2 separate regions of the Gossypium hirsutum genome follow, and region 1 is linked to region 2. The links are chromatin contacts, called in public Hi-C maps. All regions are on one chromosome and are shown on one strand. Each heading gives the region's core, a stretch centred on a gene start, on an enhancer-like site or on the middle of the called end of the contact. The rest is flanking DNA. Distances are from core to core; before and after follow the strand shown. Region 1 holds the start of LOC107945306 (pentatricopeptide repeat-containing protein At4g37170). Region 2 overlaps LOC107945313.

What was found. A called contact is a pair of places that touch in the nucleus more often than the background predicts.
Region 1: a Hi-C map of seedling shows a contact between it and region 2, with 1.8 times the contacts expected there. The contact joins the promoter of LOC107945306 here to the enhancer-like site in region 2. A contact is called at or near these places in 2 of 34 Hi-C or Micro-C datasets (leaf and seedling).

Annotation. Positions count from the first base shown.
Region 1 is chrD12:13,422,592-13,427,306 of Gossypium_hirsutum_v2.1, forward strand. It overlaps LOC107945306 (pentatricopeptide repeat-containing protein At4g37170), which reads right to left and starts at 2,626. Exons shown (of 1, transcript XM_016879264.2): 1 at 1-2,626. The coding sequence starts at 2,524. The coding sequence ends at 470.
Region 2 is chrD12:13,224,423-13,229,225 of Gossypium_hirsutum_v2.1, forward strand. LOC107945313 reads left to right here. Exons shown (of 13, transcript XR_001696480.2): 7 at 1-4; 8 at 94-199; 9 at 348-427; 10 at 588-902; 11 at 997-1,071; 12 at 1,193-1,297; 13 at 1,886-2,494. Among protein-coding and RNA genes, the nearest start is that of LOC107945313, 4.5 kb to the left of the region's middle. Within about 2 kb of position 1,764, at least 1 of the 9 cell types and tissues checked has an H3K27ac peak or open chromatin away from gene starts, as enhancers often do.

The sequences.
Region 1 (4,715 bases), core at 1,376-3,875, 200 kb after region 2:
TGACATTGATCCTTCAGACTTTGGGATGCAAGAGAAGTGTACAAAGATCAATGTCCTCTCAAGAAGTAAAGTTAGATTGAACTTGAACATTTAGAAGAGCCAATTCAACTGCTCAACCCAATAATAGGTCTGTTAACAAGACAGTTAAGTATAGAAAACGGCTTGTAACAGTTCAGAGTACCAAGAAAAGATAAAAGCAAATCATTTGATTGAGTTCTGTCAGTCAAATACGAGCATTATCGAATCACCACAAGCTTTATCGCTGGACCATATATCCACTTGATGAAACTAGGTATTTAGCAAACATATCTTGTCTTCTTGAAGCTGGAATACTTGACCAGCTTCAGTAGGCCACAACTTTATATTCTCTATTCTGTTGTACATGCAACGGACTTTCCACTGTGAATAATTGCATTTTAAGTGGAGCAGCATTTTTAGCCTGGTAAAAAGTTCGATTAAGTTTTCAAAATCACCAATAATCTCTACAAGAACAGTTTCCATCTTCAAAGCAATGGAACCGGCTTGAATCCCTTACTGTTATTTTTCTGTTAACAATCTTCGAGATATATTTAATGGCATTATGGCAATCTACACATGTTCTCAAATTCTTGAAAACCTTGAGTGGTGTTCCTGGAGGAGTAGAAATAATTCCAAATGCAACAGCTAACTTCTCACCGTGGTATGAGAGGTTTTGCTCCTTCTGCTCCTCCTCCACATCATGCAGCACAAAATTGGTGTCAGGGACATACCCTTCTTCCCTCATTCGCTTAGAAAGCTTCCCTAAGAACTCATGTATTTCCTTGGATTTTGGGTGAGAAGTATCTCCCACTAAGAAAACATGTATCTCTCTCTTCACCTCAATCCAGCTCAAACCTGGTTTCTTTACCACTCCCTTGTCATCCATTGACCTTCTAATTTTGGCGACCTCATCCCACCTACCAGCAGTGGCATATATGTTGGCCATAGTAACATAGGTCGCTGGATTTTCTGGCTCTATCTCAAACAATGCTTTAGCAGCTTTTTCGGCCAATTCAAGGTTACCATGAATTCTACAACCGCCAAGTAAGGAAGCCCACAGAAACTTATCAGGTTTCATGGGCATCTTACTAATGATATTCTCAGCTTCCAGAAATCGGCCAGATCGAGCTAATAAGTCAATTATACAAGCATAATGATCAGCAGTATGAGTTAATCCATGTATGTCCTTTATTGAGTGGAAATATTCTAGCCCTTTATCAACCAATCCAGCATGTGTACAAGCAGAAAGAACCCCGACAAAAGTAATGTGATCAGGTTTCGTATTTGATTTCAGTAACAACTCGAAGTACTCCAAAGCCTCGTCAGGCTGGCCATTCTGAGCATATCCAGTGATCAAAGAAGTCCATGAAACTAAATCAGGTTGAGGCATCCCATTAAACACCCTTTTTCCATTCTCAACAATTCCACACTTGGAGTACATATGAACAAGAGCACTAGCAGCGAAAGACAAAGGATTGAAATAAACCCTTGTCATGTATCCATGAACCTGCTTGCCTATCTCCTCAGCTGCAGCAGCAGCACACGCATTCAGAACACCAGCAAAGGTAAACTCGTTAGGCCATATCCCCGATTTCATTAACTGCCGAAACAATTCAAACCCTTCTTCCCGCCTACCGTCCTTAAAATACCTATCAATCATCGCAGTCCAGGCAACAATATCTCTATCCACCAATTTGTCGAAAACTGACCTTGCTTCATCTATGCTCCCACATTTCCCATACATATCCATTAAAGCACTCCAAACAACGTCATCAAAATCCAACCGAGCTCGCGTTATACGACCATGAATCTCTTTACCTATAATTAAGCAACCCATAGCGGCAGAAGCAGCTAACACGCTGGACACAGTAAATTTGTTCAACTTTGACAGCAAGCTCATTTCCTGCATCCTGTAAAGCTCTAAAGCTTCCTTAGGCTTATCAAAACGAACATAGCCCGAAATCATCGCAGTCCATGAGAAATTATCTCTTTCAGGCATTTCATCAAACAACTTCTTTGCTTCCTTAAGCATCCCCAGTTTAGTATAACCTGATATCAAAGTATTCCAAGAACACAAGTCCTTTTCACTCATTTCATCGAAAACCTTCTGAGCATCAGACAAACTCCCGCATTTTGCATACATATCCAAAAGACGATTACTTATAACTATCCCGGGTAAAAACCCAGAGTATCTCATGCGTTTGTGCACAGTTTTGCCCTCGTTAAGAGCTCTGTTTTGGCAGCAAAGCTGAATGAGAGTTGAGTAAACAGAAGCTGGAGGTCTTTCAATTTGATTGAGGATTTGAATGGCTTCTTTTAAGCGTTTTTGGTTACATAAATTGTGTAATTGGGTTATGCGATTGTCTGTGGTGTTTAGTTTGATAGACGTTCTTCGAGGGGCAGGTATATGAGTCTGGGTTTGAGAAGAAAAGGAAGAAGAAATCATTACTCTGTTTTGGTGAATCAAAGATGAACAATGGGAAATTCTGGAAATTATTGATCTCATAGTTGCAGAAGATTGGGTTGTATAATGTGATTTGGTGATGAAATCTGAAAATCAATAATTTTATATGTGGATGAAAGCTATCATGTCAACGTCACTGAATTTCATCCAAAGCAGTTGAACAAAAAAATAAAAAATAAATAAAAAAATTGGGCCAAAGCAGGTTCAACAAGCCTGACCAAGAAAACCCAATCCAAATGATTGTTATAACTTTTTGAATGTATTTAGGTGACTGAGTATAATTGTAACTCCAAAAATATATATTTTTAAATTTAAAAAATAATATTAATAAACATAAAAATTATTTGAGAAAAAACTTTTCTAAATAAGTAACATATTTAAAATTAAATTATCGTATGTGATATATTAGTCTCAAAAAGTATCCGCAACATGATTACTAATAAAATTAACAAGAAAAATAAATGTCCTATACAATTTTATCTAATAGCTAGCATGTCATATTTTTTGGGTTATTTCTTCTATAATATTTTACAAATATTCCTTGTTATTATTGGTTAGTTCTTAAATAAGTATAAGTAATCAATAAAAAAAGGTAAGCTATTAATCAGTCTAAAATGATATCGTTTTTTATTTTTGTAATTCTCAATATATTTTTATCAGTTTAATCATTATTATTAAAAAAGTTCAAAATGGTTATCTCCATAATGAAAAGTTGATTGAGCGTCAACAATTTTCACCTTCTTCTTTGTCACATCTCGGTTTGGCGGACCTGTATTTTGAAAGACTGTTCAAGTTGGATCGGCAAGGATTTTTTGCCCGTGAGCTAAGGTTAATTCTCACGTTGGAATGATTTTTTTTGTCACTTCACCTCGGGCGAATTGTTTCGTAGTGTTTCGCCGTCTTGCGAACTCCCATTCTGTAACACCCCGTACCCGAGACCGTTGCCGGAGTCGGACACGAGGGGTTCACAGACTAAATTCGCTTACTATCGCAGTCGATTTTAAAATTTTCCAGGCAGTTGGCTAACTGCGACACTGTCACCTTAAAAATCATATCTTGAGTTTCACAACTCGAAAATCAGTTTCGTAATTTTTCCCTGAAACTAGACTCATATGCCCATCTACATATTTTTTTCTAGAATTTTTGGTCGGGCCAATTAGTACAGTTTATTAGTCAAAGTCTCCCATGTTACAGGGATCGACTACACTGACCTTTGCGCATTACGACTTGGATATCTCCCTGCACAGAGCTTCAATACTGATGCCGTTTGTTTCTATAGAAACCAAACTCAGAGAGGAATCTATAAATATATGGCATGACTCCTAATTATCTCTGGTTAATTTATAATGAATTTCCAAAGTCGGAACACGGAATCCAGAAACCGTTCTGGCCCTGTCTCACGAGAACCTGAATATCTCTTAACATACTGTCCATATGATCGTTTCGTTACTTTCCTATGAAAATAGATTCATCAAGGTTCATTTACATAATTTATTCATTATTTAATTCCAATCCTACTATTTTTAGTGATTTTCCAAATCTACATCACTGCTGCTGCCAGCATCTGCCTTTAAGGTAGACTTTACCTATTTCATAGTTTCCATGATTCAACTAGCCCTTTTAGCATAAATAGCGCAAATTATGATAGTGATTAACCATTCCATACCAAATGATTATAACATTATGCTCAAACATATATAAGCCATTTTCGCATGGCTATATACATTAACCAAAATATTCTTCCGCCACTAGTCTATTTTATACATGCCATAAGATAATCCAAAACATAGCAGTACCAAACAGTGGATAGTGATAGTGTGACTAGTTGCTGATGATCCCCGAGCCTGTAGCTTCGCAATGAGATCTATAAAACAGAGGAAACAGAGTAAACGGAGTAAGCATTACAATGCTTAGTAAGTTTTAAGCAGTGTCAACAGATAACAATCAAATTATAACATAGTTGTTCGTATTTTTATTTCACTCTTCCTTCGGGCATACCATCCCTTTACCGAATATGCACATCTCATCATATACAATAGGCAGATAAACTTTCACATAAAAGTGAGCTCATGTGACATAGATATATCGTATGATTTCACATCACCTCTCACACTGATCCGATGTCACATAATCATAGGAATAGTCTCATAGATTGCTCTCGTATGCATCACATAACTACCTTATGATTTAGTGCAAATCAAGCTCACATATAAACTTGGAGTACATACCTGTT
Region 2 (4,803 bases), core at 514-3,013:
AAAAGTGAGCACAAATATCCTTGTTGTTACCTTCATTTTGTTTAATGATTTTTCTTCGGTTATTCTTTGACCTTTTTCTTGGTTTGTCTACAGATTTCACAAAGAAAGACTGGCACCTCAAGATGAGATGGAAGATGTTCTTTTTCATGTTTCATATATTTTTAATCCCATACGCCTGTTTCATCTCTTCCTTGCAGAGGCAAGTCTTTTACACCCTAATCTTATCTCGGCTCCAATTTTGTTGTCCAATAAAAAAAATGTCAATGGGAAAATATGTTTCTATTTCTTTTATTTGAGTAGGTCATAGATAATCCCTGATGTTATGTGTTTCTGTTCATCATCTTTAGTTGCACTATGATCATCAAGTTCTTCTTGATTATCTTATCTCGAAAGACACAGGAATTAGCTGTGCAGAGTATCTCTTAAGGTATGTATTTTAGTTTCCATCTACAACATGCTGTTTCTTAAACTTGGCCGTACAAGGTAGCGTGATAAGACAGCTGTTTTGTTCATTTCCTTTTTACATCTGATTCAATATAACTTGTCATACTTTTCTTCTGGGGTGTGGCCTTTTGTTTATTGTGTAGGTGCTTCCGCATCGTTTGTGATTCATGGCAAACATTTATGGAGTTTTCAGTTTACGGGAAACTAAGTAATCAATTATCTAGCAAGAGAAGAAAAATTTTGTCAGAAAGCTCCAATTTTAAGATAGAGCCGTCATCTGGACCTGTGAAAACGATTCCTTTGTCCCTAGAGAAGAAATTTAATGGTAACCTTGAATATAGACACATGAAACAAATGTATGAGCTAGCCAAAGGTTGTTTGCTTTCTCTGAAAAAGTCCGTGGAGAACCTTCACCTGAAGAACTTGTTCCCGTACAACCCAGAAGTTCTTCTTAAACGGTACTTCATTTCCCTATTACGGTATATTCCTTTCATCAATTCTATAAGGCTCTTCATATGTTTATAAAAGTTCTGTCTCTTGCTTCAATTGCAGCCTAGAAAGATTTCAGGAATTGTGCTTTAAACATTAGGATGAATACATGTTCTGAGGAATGAAAGCCCTAGTCAGGTAACTGAGCTGTCTATAAGGGTTCTTTGTTTCCCTGTTTTCATTTTTTGGAAAACATTCTCATCATTTTCTGATGTTTGTTTGAGGAAAAGAAAGTTAGTCAAAAAAAACGTTTTTGCAGGTCAATGGAAAATAACACTCATTTTCCATAAATTGTCTTACGGGCTGAAAGTTTGTAAGACGTTTTACAATTTCTTTCTCACGTCTCTAAAAGCTTTCTCTCCAGGTACGATTTGCTTCAATATTTGCTTCTCTCTTACAGATTTTCTTCTTATCTAAAAATTTCCTTCATCTTACTAATTTTGTCCAAGTTTTGGTCTTCAACCCTAAACCCAAATTCTTTCATCTTTGCCTCTCTTCATGGGTTTCATTTTGTTGTTTGCTTCTTATATATATATATGCATGTGTGTGTGTGTGTATTCCCTTTAATCTCTTTCACTCTCATACTTCTTTGTGTTTCTCTTTTTAAAATTTTTGGTTCTTGCTTGATAATATGATACACTATTTTTTCATAGATTATGAGTTGTTTATATATATACTTTCTCTATTTATAACTAAAACCCCATGGATCTAACACTCAAAATCCCGTAAAAGCATTGATCTTTTGAATGGATTTTAATTTTAGTCCAAATTGGAGTCCGTTTGATCTACTTTCTCAGTTTACATTCTTTGCCATAGTTTTGTTTATCTAATTTTGTGTGTTACTAAAGTCAGGATGAAGGGAAAGATTCGAATTTAGAAAATAAGGATGGAATTGAAAGGCTAACTGGATATAGAAGAGTTATCTAGGTAATTGTTTTCATTTTCAATATAGTCTTAGGTGACATGTTTGTGAAGTTGAACCAAAACAGAAGAAAGTTGGCAGTCAATGCTAATTGTGAGATATCTTGGGAGATAAAATTTTTGCTGTGTGGGAAGAGAGAGCGAATCGAATACCATTTGAGGCAAGAGTGGAGATAGCTTTGGATACAGGGGTTGCAGGAGTATAGCAAGTATCTTCAATTGTGAGGTATCCTAGAGATAAAATTTCTGCTACAATCCCATGAATGCTTCTGTATTATTATTATTATTATTATTATTTGTTTAGTTGGTTTGGCTTTGTGTAAGCATTACGTTTAGGCTTGGTACGGTGAAAGAAAATTGGAAAGTTGGAAAATTGAAGGGGTACTGTTGGTCTTCTTGATTGAAACAGTTTAAATAAAATGAATAAATGTCAAAACTTCAGTTTCGGTTCAATAAGTGAAGAGGTGTGTGGTCCTCAATCCTACACTTGTTCTTAATCTTCATTGGTTTTTAGTCCTACGTTGTGTCTTCCCTCTGGATGTAGGCCCCTCAATTATTGGGAGGGACTAATATTTTCTTAAGCTCTCTCTTTGTCGGATAATTGGACATTCGGCATTGCAGTATATCATATTTTTGCAAATGATCTCAATTCTATTCTTTTTCATTCAACTTGGAATATTATCTTTTAAATATAGTTTTTTTTTTTCACATCCTACCATCACAATCACATCATCATGAATGAGATTGTCTTTTACATTGTTCTATGGACTCTTCAGTATTGGTTTGAACAGAAATAAGATGTAGAAACTATGTCATTATTTTTAAGGTTCTATTCGCTCCTACTTATATTTTGACATGCAAATGATTTATTGACAAATTAAACCTCAAGGATGTACTGAAACCCAATAATTGTCAACGTTTTACACTGACCAAAACAATGTACCGAGCATTGAATGGAGCATGGTAAGAATATCAAATTTTATAAAAATCTTCTACAACTATTCTTTATAGGACAGTCTTTAAATATTAATAGATGGAGGAGAATCGAGAAACTTTTGTTTTTGAATTGTTAGTGTTGTTTGGTATTTCTTAGTATACGTGCAAATGGATTTCTGAGAGTTCTCATGTCTCTCCATAGAGACATAGCTATCTATTTGGATAGTCACATCTATTAATAATGAATATGATTATTCATTACATATTACTTGAATAATCACAACTTTTGTTAATAATCAAGTAACATAAGTTTTAGTATTTGAGAGACATAACTAATCACTATCAATAGTGACAATTTTTTGTTAACAACCAAGTGATATAACTTTTGAATCACTTGTAACCTTTCAATTATAACTATTAAAACATTATAAATGTTTTGAAAATATTCCAACGATCTTCTCACATTTTCAAAATATTCTAGATTTCGATAATTTTGGAAATCAATTATATAAACGAAAGTGTTTTACGATTGAACCTTTACCTTATGAAAACCTATTAAAGTTAATTGAAATTGCAGGTAGACTATGCTTTAAACAAGCTATTTCATTTGATTAATTGAACACATCTCACACAACGATTTCAACACTAGTTACTTCACAATATCCAAATAAACTATTATGACCATATTTGTAACTTCCTTTCCAAGCTTTACTATTGTAGTTTTGATATTCAATTGTCGACTATATGATTCTCTTCGATTCTTTCGTCTGGCTAAGTGATATGGATGGAACAATGAAGATCAATGGTTTTAATTGGATTACCTATTTACTTTAGCTTATACAGAACTATAATGGTAACTCTTAGCTATTTTTGAGAAGGAAAAAAATAAAGAATATGCAAATGTTACGGGCCTAGAACTTTAGTCTGGCAAACTGTGTGACCTTAGGCATTTTTTTGCTTTAAATCTGCCTAAGTCAACCTAATTCTTGAAATGTGAGAATCCTCTCAAAAATTTCCTAAGGCACCAAAGATAAAGCGGAAGTAACTAAAAAACAAAAGAGCAACGGAAAACTTGGAAAGCCACAGGAAAGCAATTCACACCAAGTGTTTAAGTAAATACTCTCAAATATATTCTTTGTTAGTTATATGACATGTATCTAGGTTTAGTCAATTTTGGCATAAGATTATGTTATATGCAATATTGAGAATAGAATTTGGATGTATGGATTTGGTTGTTGAATGAAATAGGCATATGAGTTCAGAGTATAGTTTGCAATATGTTAAAAGCTGCAAGTATCTATGGCTTAATGAATAGGCATAAATGTTTAATGTTTGGAATGAAATGTTATTAATTAGTTAACATATAGATGAAATGGCATTAGTGCATAGATGATGACAAGAGTTTTGTTATGTTAGAATCATAGATATTTCATGCTTTAGTTGGACTCATGGTTGCTGTATGTATACTTGTTGATTTGAAAATGCAGATTGATGATTCAAGTGAAAATTGTAGAAATAGTATGTGACGTCATGACGTTAAACGCATGTCATTGTGACGATGAGCCCTAAAATAGTATATTACGTCGCGACGAGGAACTCCCTCATGTCGCGACGTTGATCCTGTAATTTGAATATTTTATAATTCAGTCCTTATTCGATCTCAGGATAGCTTTAAAGCTTTCTTAAGCTTGTATAAGACCCACGAATGATTAATACTCCTGTTTGAATGTTTAATGATGTGATTAGTATTTATTTTGATCGTAGTTACTCCAGCAACGAATGTAGCACACTATAGCTCAAACCTAACAATCGGGTCGGGAATAGGATGTTACAGCTAAACCTACGACACGTTTAACTCGAGAACCTGAAAAAATGCTAATCTTGTAATAACATGTAAATCCATGAACAAATACGTCTATAACTCTAATGTCATGCCATACGTATCCTAACCTTTTACTAAGTTCACTCGGGCAATACTTTTGTATAAATGTTAATATCAAATCTTATATATAT